2 separate regions of the Mus musculus genome follow, and region 1 is linked to region 2. Evidence: chromatin contacts called from public Hi-C data. All regions are on one chromosome and are shown on one strand. The core of a region is the stretch at or near the end of the contact, and the rest is flanking DNA. Distances in the headings are between cores, read along the strand shown. Region 1 overlaps Stard9 (START domain containing 9). Region 2 holds the start of Stard9 (START domain containing 9).

What was found. A called contact is a pair of places that touch in the nucleus more often than the background predicts.
Region 1: a contact with region 2 is called in a Hi-C map of Sertoli cells, with 3 times the contacts expected there. The contact joins the enhancer-like site here to the promoter of Stard9 in region 2. A contact is called at or near these places in 3 of 39 promoter capture datasets (embryonic stem cells, epiblast stem cells and stem cell-derived epiblast-like cells), 1 of 484 Hi-C or Micro-C datasets (Sertoli cells) and 2 of 9 other capture datasets (adipose tissue and pancreatic islet).

Annotation. Positions count from the first base shown.
Region 1 is chr2:120,692,587-120,696,425 of GRCm38.p6, reverse strand. It overlaps Stard9 (START domain containing 9), which reads right to left. Exons shown (of 33, transcript NM_001370940.1): 21 at 3,556-3,746; 22 at 2,621-3,095; 23 at 1-682. Among named protein-coding and RNA genes, the nearest start is that of Cdan1, 37 kb to the left of the region's middle. Within about 2 kb of position 1,610, at least 7 of the 459 cell types and tissues checked have an H3K27ac peak or open chromatin away from gene starts, as enhancers often do. A contact at or near this core is called in Sertoli cells, where this site is marked.
Region 2 is chr2:120,627,321-120,631,434 of GRCm38.p6, reverse strand. It overlaps Stard9 (START domain containing 9), which reads right to left and starts at 2,314. Exons shown (of 33, transcript NM_001370940.1): 1 at 2,165-2,314; 2 at 1-12. The coding sequence starts at 2,211.

The DNA.
Region 1 (3,839 bases), core at 361-2,860, 66 kb before region 2:
TTCCCTTACAGGGTCCTTTATAGGTCTAGAATCTGTGAAGGAGGCTGGTGTGCCTGGATCCCCTGCACGAGGTTGGTTTTTTAAAGGACCGCCATGAGGCAAACGAGAGAACGTTTTGACAATGTCTCTGGCCCTAGCTGCCAGCACCCGCTGATGCTTTTTTGATGCCCTGCTTGAAGGAGATGGTTTGGATTCTGCCTGAAAAGTCTTGACGACTTTTCTATGCCCAGCTGCTGGCTCCAATCCACTGAGATCCGTAGATTGGGAAGTAGTTTCCTTGGGATCCTTGTAGGTCCCACAGGTCCCTTCTTTTTGCCATCCAGTTTTTGTGTTGACAGAGGCCCATCTGGTCTGGGCAGCAGGGATGAAGGTCCTTGAACCATCTCTTGCTTTTTGTTTCTTAGTTGATTGGCCCTGGGATGACATCTGACAGGGTTGCTTACCCAGCGACTCAATTTCTTGACTACTGACAGACTTGTGGCTCACAGTGAGATGGGTGCCTTGGGTAGAGGCTCTCCTGGCTGGAGAGAACTTCCTCCACCGAGATGAATGGAAGCTGTTCCTGCCCAGGCGACCTGCCTTTGGAGGAATGCAATCTGTTGACAAGGTTTTTTCTGGCATTTGGTGAGTCAGCTCAGGCACAGGTGGTGACATGGCAGAAGGATCCCAGTTCATGAAATCACTGTGAAGATAAGGAAAGCCATCTTAGAATAGTAATGTTCCTGTGTCAATACAGGAGGAATGTGGCATTCTACTTAGTTACTCTGAAAGAGGTTGGAAAGCAAGCTGCCCACTCACTGTATCCTGCACTCCTCAGATCAATAACACACAAAAGCAGACTGTTGACAACAGAGCCCTGGCTTTCAGAGGTCTCAGATACATGTTACTCAATCCCCGCCCCCAACTGCTTTATCTTAGGGAAAAGTTTAACTGACCTACATTTCAAGAAATTGGCTATGTGAGGAAAATGGGAACAATTTTAATTCTATAAAGAATCAAGCAGATGATCTGTGGTGTGGTATCATCTACAGAGCTGACCCATTTTGCATACTGATAAGAAGAAATAGGAAAGAATGACTTTAGGAACTTCAGACTTAATAGTGACATGTAGTTTATAAATCCAATTAGATCTTGATATGGAAAATCAAGGCACCCTTCAAGTAACTTGAGAAAACTGAGTGTGACCCAGGTGTTCGTGTCTATCAAGCTATAACCTAATCTTGGCAGGTATGATTTTGTAGGTATGACAGAACAGTTGTTTATTTTTAGAGATAATACGTAAAGATACGGGGGTGATATTATTCTAAATCCTTTGGAAGATAGGGTGGTGGGACTCTAAAGTAAGTGCAGTACATCTTTATAGTTGCTCAAAATAGGTACTCCATACGTCTCTCAACTTTTTGCATGCTTGAATGTTTTCCATAGTAAAAAAGTTGGCTTGCGTGCCCAATTATTTGAAGGACAAAGTGGTGAGAAAACATGACAGCAACAGACTTTGTGTGACTCTACTGTGCAAGGCCAAGGACACACAGAACAGGATGCAGGCCTCCACTCCAAGGAATCTGGGAGATAATATACTCCCCACCCTACAACAGCAGACTGGGAGTGAAAAAGCCAACAGTCAGATCCAAACATGTACGAGGGAGTCAGGTCAGGGTGGAGGCTGCCTGTGGGATCAAGGAAGACTGGTTGGAGGTGAGATGAGGGTGAAGGCAGGATACATAAGAAACTGCATCTGGACACATGCAAATGATTCGAGTTCCTTGAAAAGAAGCAGAGAGCTGGAAGCAACAGCAGCTCTGAAAGTATAAGAAGCTGCCTGATTCTTAAGATATGCAAACAAGGGCTGGTGAGATGGCTCAGTGGGTAAGAGCACCCGACTGCTCTTCCGAAGGTGCAGAGTTCAAATCCCAGCAACCACATGGTGGCTCACAACCATCCGTAATGAGATCTGACTCCCTCTTCTGGAGTGTCTGAAGACAGCTACAGTGTACTTACATATAATAAATAAATCTTTAAAAAAAAAAAAAAAAGATATGCAAACAAGGGCTAGCAAGATGGCTCAGCAGTTAAGAGCACTGACTGCTCTTCTGAAGGTTCTGAGTTCAAATCCCAGCAACTACACAATGATGCCCTCTTCTGGTTTGTCTGAAGACAGCAGCAGTGTACTTATTTATAATAATAAATAAATCTTTGGGCCTGAGTGAGTGGGACCAACCGGAGCAAGCAGAGGGCCTAAATTCAATTCCCAACAACCACATGAAGGCTCACAACCATCTGTACAACTACAGTGTATTCATATACATTAAATAAGTAAATCTCTTTAAAAAAAAAAAAAGCAAGCTGGGTGTGATGGTGCATGCCTTTAATCCCAGCACGCAGGAGGAAGAGGCAGGCGGATTTCTGAGTTCAAGGCCAGCCTGGTCTACAAAGTGAGTTCCAGGATAGCCAGGGCTACACAGAGAAACCTTGTCTCGAAAAACCAAAAAAAAAAAAAAAAAGCAAACAAAGAGAAGCCCAATAAACACCTAGCCTCCTCACAGACCAAGCAGCAGGAGCACTGCCCTGCCCGGAAAGTTGGGTTAACTCCAGCCATGGCTCCTAGTGGCATCACTGGTACCTGTGTAGCTGGGGCAGGCGTCGGCAGCCGAGCCTTTGGAGACTCAGAGAACTGCAAGTTGTCCATCTGCTTCTCCGCTGAGAACCTGGGCCTGAGGTGTTAGAGCTAGAGGCCCAACTTGGGGCCCTGGAAGCACCATCGTCCTGGATCCAGAAGAAGGTACTGAGCTGCTCCAGTCTCCTCTGGGCCTCCAGCAGCCTCCGCTTCTTAATAATTCTTTCCAGCTGGAATGATACCTTTTTCTGCCTGATGTTCCAAACGGTAGCCCGAGTAGTATGTCTCGGTGAGCACTGGGGCTGCACCACCCTCTTCTGGCTTTGGACCAGTGGGGATGGTGGAGTCTGAGGAACTGTTGGAAGCCAAGCATCAGGTGCCACAGAGGCCTCAAGTTCTTTCTCTTCTCCACAGTTGCCTTCTTGCTGTGTCTCTCGTAAGCTGGCTAGCCAGGTCTCTTCTGTGAGTAGCCACTGCTGGTCTGGGAAGCAAACACACCCAGAGAGAAAGTCAGCGCTTCCTGCCTATGGCTGTCTGGACTCAGACATCTCCAGCCATGGCTAGAGCTGTAAGGAGTGAAGAGGGTTGGATAGAGCGGCGTGGCAAGAGGAAGCTACAGGGCCTCCTCACTGCAGGGAAAGGAAAGGAAGACGTGTAGGCCTCAATGTAACAGTGGACAAGTGGGGCGGGTGGAAATGCACAGACAAGTGCGCCATTGGAGGGAGTCAGCAGAAGATGCCTCATTCTGAGGGGCCATAGAGAAGTCCACTTGCTTATTTCCAGCCCCCTTGTGTGAGCTTCAGGTCTCTAAAAGAAGGAAGAGAATGCCCAGGACAAAAGATTCCATCATATCACAAAGACAACAAAGGTCAGAATGCAGAAGCTTGGCAGCATGAAGCTGGGAAAGGCAGACGAAGCACACCTTAGAGGAGGGCACCTACTGTCTTTTATCTGCTGGCTGATATGTGTGTGGTCCAGTTCTAGCTCCTTCTGGACTCTACTCTGTCCTTCTTTGGCTTGCTGCTTCAGAGCCTCCACATGGCACTGCTGTTGCTCAGGCTGGGCTCTGTAAGGGATCTCGCTATGTCTTGATGGCTGCTGGTCCCTGTCACACTGCTCTTCCAGCACTCTCCTGTGACAAAAAGCTCAGAGTCACCCAAGCAAACCAAACTCAGGACAAATGGATGGGAGACTTCTATCCCTCTGAGAGGGATAGAATTCAACA
Region 2 (4,114 bases), core at 1,065-3,564:
TCTTTGGTCTCCCTAAGAAATAAGAACAGAATTTAAATGAGAAAAAAAAAACCCTTTTTGTTTTGTTTTCTGAGACTGATTCTCACATATCCTAAGAACCCTAAAAAAAAGTGGGGGAAATGAATGCATGGTGTGAAAGGCACAGGAGAGTGGGGGCAGAGCACAGACCAGGCAGGTGCTCTTCAGCAGTGAGTGAGTCTGGATAGACAAGGACAGCATCTCACAGTGACAGACAGCTGAGGTCAAGGCTAGGGCTTCAAAACCACTTCTGTGCTGTTATTTTATTCAAGGTCATCTCTAGCCCTATAGAACAAAGGAGTAATTTTGAGCATCTCAGAAAGGAGCAGGATGGTGCGGCGAGTCAAATCCTGCTTTTTAGAACTTAAACAAGACAATGTTCTCATTTGGAAAAAATAATGTTAGCTTTGGCTAGGTGACTTTAATGGTTCCTTCACACATACAGTTATCAGTGCTGATGACTTATTTGAATATTAGCACAGACTACATAATCAGCAGATTCCACACATGCAAAACAACCTCAATGAGCAGCGGGTACTACCACTATCTCTGCAGACTTCTGTGGGAATTGAAGAATGGTCTGCTCTGACTTCTTGGCTGAGATTGCACTGAGTGCTTACATAACTACCTCTGAATCTATGGTCCTTGTGAACCGGGAGCCTGCTAAACTCTGCTCACTCCTGGAGATCAGTGGGCTTGACAGTCTACCACTTACTCTCAAGGCCCCACACTGGTGCTGAAAGTAAGTTTCCTGGTTGTTTTTCATTGTTGTTGGATGAGATACATTATTCTTAGCAGTGACTGCAAATATCAACAGCATTTTCCTAATCTAATCCATGCTATTTGAAATTGCTGGTTTCCAAGGAACTAAACAGTTAAGAGTAAGTGGTCAATGTTGCTATCCTACAAATCCTAAAAGACAGTTTGGAAAGGACCTCCTCCTAGACAGCAGCTACTCCCAGGAGGCCCCCAGCCCTGAGTCACCACAGGCAGTGATATAAAGCCAGATGTTTAAAAAGTCATTTACCAATCAAAACACAGCAATTTGGGGTACACTCTTTTGTGTTCCTCCTATCTCACTGCTCTCATTCGGTCTAAACTTTTAAAAGCAGATGGCCTCTAAAAGGACAAACCTAACCCATACAGAACCATTTTCGTCATAGGAGACAATGCCCTTTTTGACCTCTGTTCCCATTTACCAAGGTATCTTGTGTACTGGACAGTTAAAAAAAACCTGCTAATTCCAATACATGTCATCTGGTCTAGACCCACACTCTGCCAGTTTTATCACCCATCACTCTTCCGCTTCAACCCAAGCAGGTGTCCAAGGCTTCCATCTACACCCTAAGAGCAGAGATTTGCTCTTTCTTCCTGTTCTTGGAGGACTCTGCACTTCTTCTCCTTACTTGTCAGAAAACTCAAAGATCATTCACAACAGCTCTTTGACACCAACTTTTGTGCAAAGCATTCTCTGACTTCCCAAGTGAGAGGAAAAGAGGATGAAGTGTGCAGCTTCACACTGGATGCCTCAAGGGCTGAGGGGTGCAGAATCAGGCTCCTACACAAGGAACTAGCTAGCATGGAGGACACCAAGAAGAGATGTCTGGAGAAACTTCCCCTATGTCACAGTTCAGTCTTTAAATCACACCAACTACTGAGCACAGGTTGAGAGTGTACTTTCTCTGGGCCTTTATTTTCCTTCCATATCCTGATAATTCTTTTTCCTATGTCCTCTTGGAGCAATCCCATGTGTATATACGGACACAACAGCCTCCAGTCCTCACTTGGGTACTCCCAGAACACCAAAAGTAGTGGAGTCTGCCCATCCTTTTGTACTTCCTCACGTCATGCTCCGTGAGAAAGGCCCTACTACGTGCACCAAGACCCAAGCCAGGGTCCCTAGAAACTAGTTGGCAGGTCACCAAGGACATGCACACAGGGCAGCGACTCCTGGAGCCACACAAGAACTGCTATCTCCTAGGACGCGAAGCCCTGTCCCTCCAGGCCTTCTGGACCCTGAGCCTCCATGACAATCTGTGTCTGATTTTTTTTTTTTCTCCACGCCAGTCCACCCTGAGGAAGGCAGGGACCTCGCACTCCTCTCAGCTCACTTGACCCCTCAGGCGCCCCCTCCTGACAGACTCACCGCTTGCTGAGAGGCCGGACCCTCACGGCCACCTGCACATTCGCCATCCCTCCGCCACAACCCAAGACCCACACAGCGGTCCGGCGGAAGCATCCCTGGCCGGCGTCCAGCGAACAGACCCAGCCACAGGCACTGCAAGAGCCACAGACTGCCCCGCCCGTCCCACGCGCCTCCCGACCGCAGCCCAAGCCTCGCCCTAGGGGGCGGGGCCCACTAGGTATCAACCAATCCTGAGACAGATGGGGGTGGGCCTCCTTGCCTTGCTCCACCCTCTCACTTCTCTGGACGCTCCCGCCCGAGTGCAAGGAAACGCCAGACAGGGGCGGGGCCTGCGGAGCCTTAGCCAATCCTGAGGCAGGTGGGCTGAGCAACCTGGTCTCGTTCTACCCCTCGCACCGCTGACTGTCCTACGCAAGCTGTAGTATCTCTTTTGTTCTAAAATCTGGTGACTGAATTTCTGGTTAATACTTGAAAGTTCATGAAGGAAATTAGTAATTTTATTTTTTACCCTATTGGTCTGCTATGTCAAAACTGCGGCTAAATTTTAAGGTCAAAAATAAAGTGGAGCCTATCGTAGAGGCTGAGGCAAGAATATTTTGAATTCAAGGTTAGCCTACATGGTGAGTTGAAGTCAGCCTGGAGTTCAGCGTGAAGTCCCGTCTCAAAACAACAACAATGAAATGAGAAAAACAAATGATTTTGTAATTCTAAGGTGCGTTTAAATGAAGAGGCTTGGGGCTGGTGAGATGGCTCAGTGAGTAAGAGCACCCGACTGCTCTTTCGAAGGTCTGGAGTTCAAATCCCAGCAACTACATGGTGGCTCACAACCATCCGTAACAAGATCTGACTCCTTCTTCTGGAGTGTCTGAAGACAGCTACAGTGTACTTACATATAATAAATAAATAAATCTTAAAAAAAAAAAAAAAAAAGGTGTGGGCTGTCATGCCCAGCCTAAAAAAAAAAAAAAAAAAAAATGAAGAGGCTTTTTTTTTCTTCTTTCTTTCTTTTTTTTTTTTCCTAACTTACTGACAAATTTCTCTCGGTTGCCCTGTAACTTCACTACCACCCTAAGCAGTATTTATAGTACATACAGAGCAAATGCTGTCTGATCAGAGCTGGTTTATTCAAATAAGAAATAGCTATTTATAGCTGTAAAGCCTGAAGCCCAGCTCTGAGACCTGGGGTGCTGATGAACACTTAACAATTCCAACACTGGGGAGTTCCAAGACCTCCACACAGGAAGCTCCCATGTCTCACAACAGCAAAAACAGAAACAAGGGTCCGTTTCTGATGGTGACAAATTTGTGTCCACTGAAGACTACTAAATCGTCAAACATCATGATTAGAGAGAGGTGGGGTAGGGTTAGCCATTGTATTATTAATATTAGGGTTAGAGTTTATATAAGCTGGAGAGTGGTTCTGCAAGCCTTTATTTAATCTTAGCAATTGGGAGGCAGAGGCGGGTGGATCTCTGTGAGTTCAAGGCCAGACTGGTCTACAGAGTGAGTTCCAGGACAGCCAGGGCTACACAGAGAAACCCTGTCTCAAAGAAAGAAAGAGAGGAAGGAAGGAAAGAAAGAAAGAGAGGAAGGAAGGAAGGAAGGAAGGGAGGGAGGGAGGGAGGGAGGGAGGGAGGGAGGGAGGGAGGGAGGGAGGGAGGGAGAGAGAGAGAGAGAGAGAGAGAGAGAGACTCACACAAAACCAAGACAAACAAGAAACACACAGACCAAAAAACAAAAAACCCCAAGTCACTTCCTTCATGAGAATTAGGATCTTATGGAAAAGGAAATAACTATCTAAATGTGTATAACATTGTGCCAGACACAAAATGCAAAGAAAAATAAAAGGGAATAAAAGAGAGTAACAGTGTTAGGTGGTTAAAGAGAAAGTTAAGAAAGTCACTACTTTATATAGACTCTTAAAGGAAGTCCTCACTGATACCAGTGACA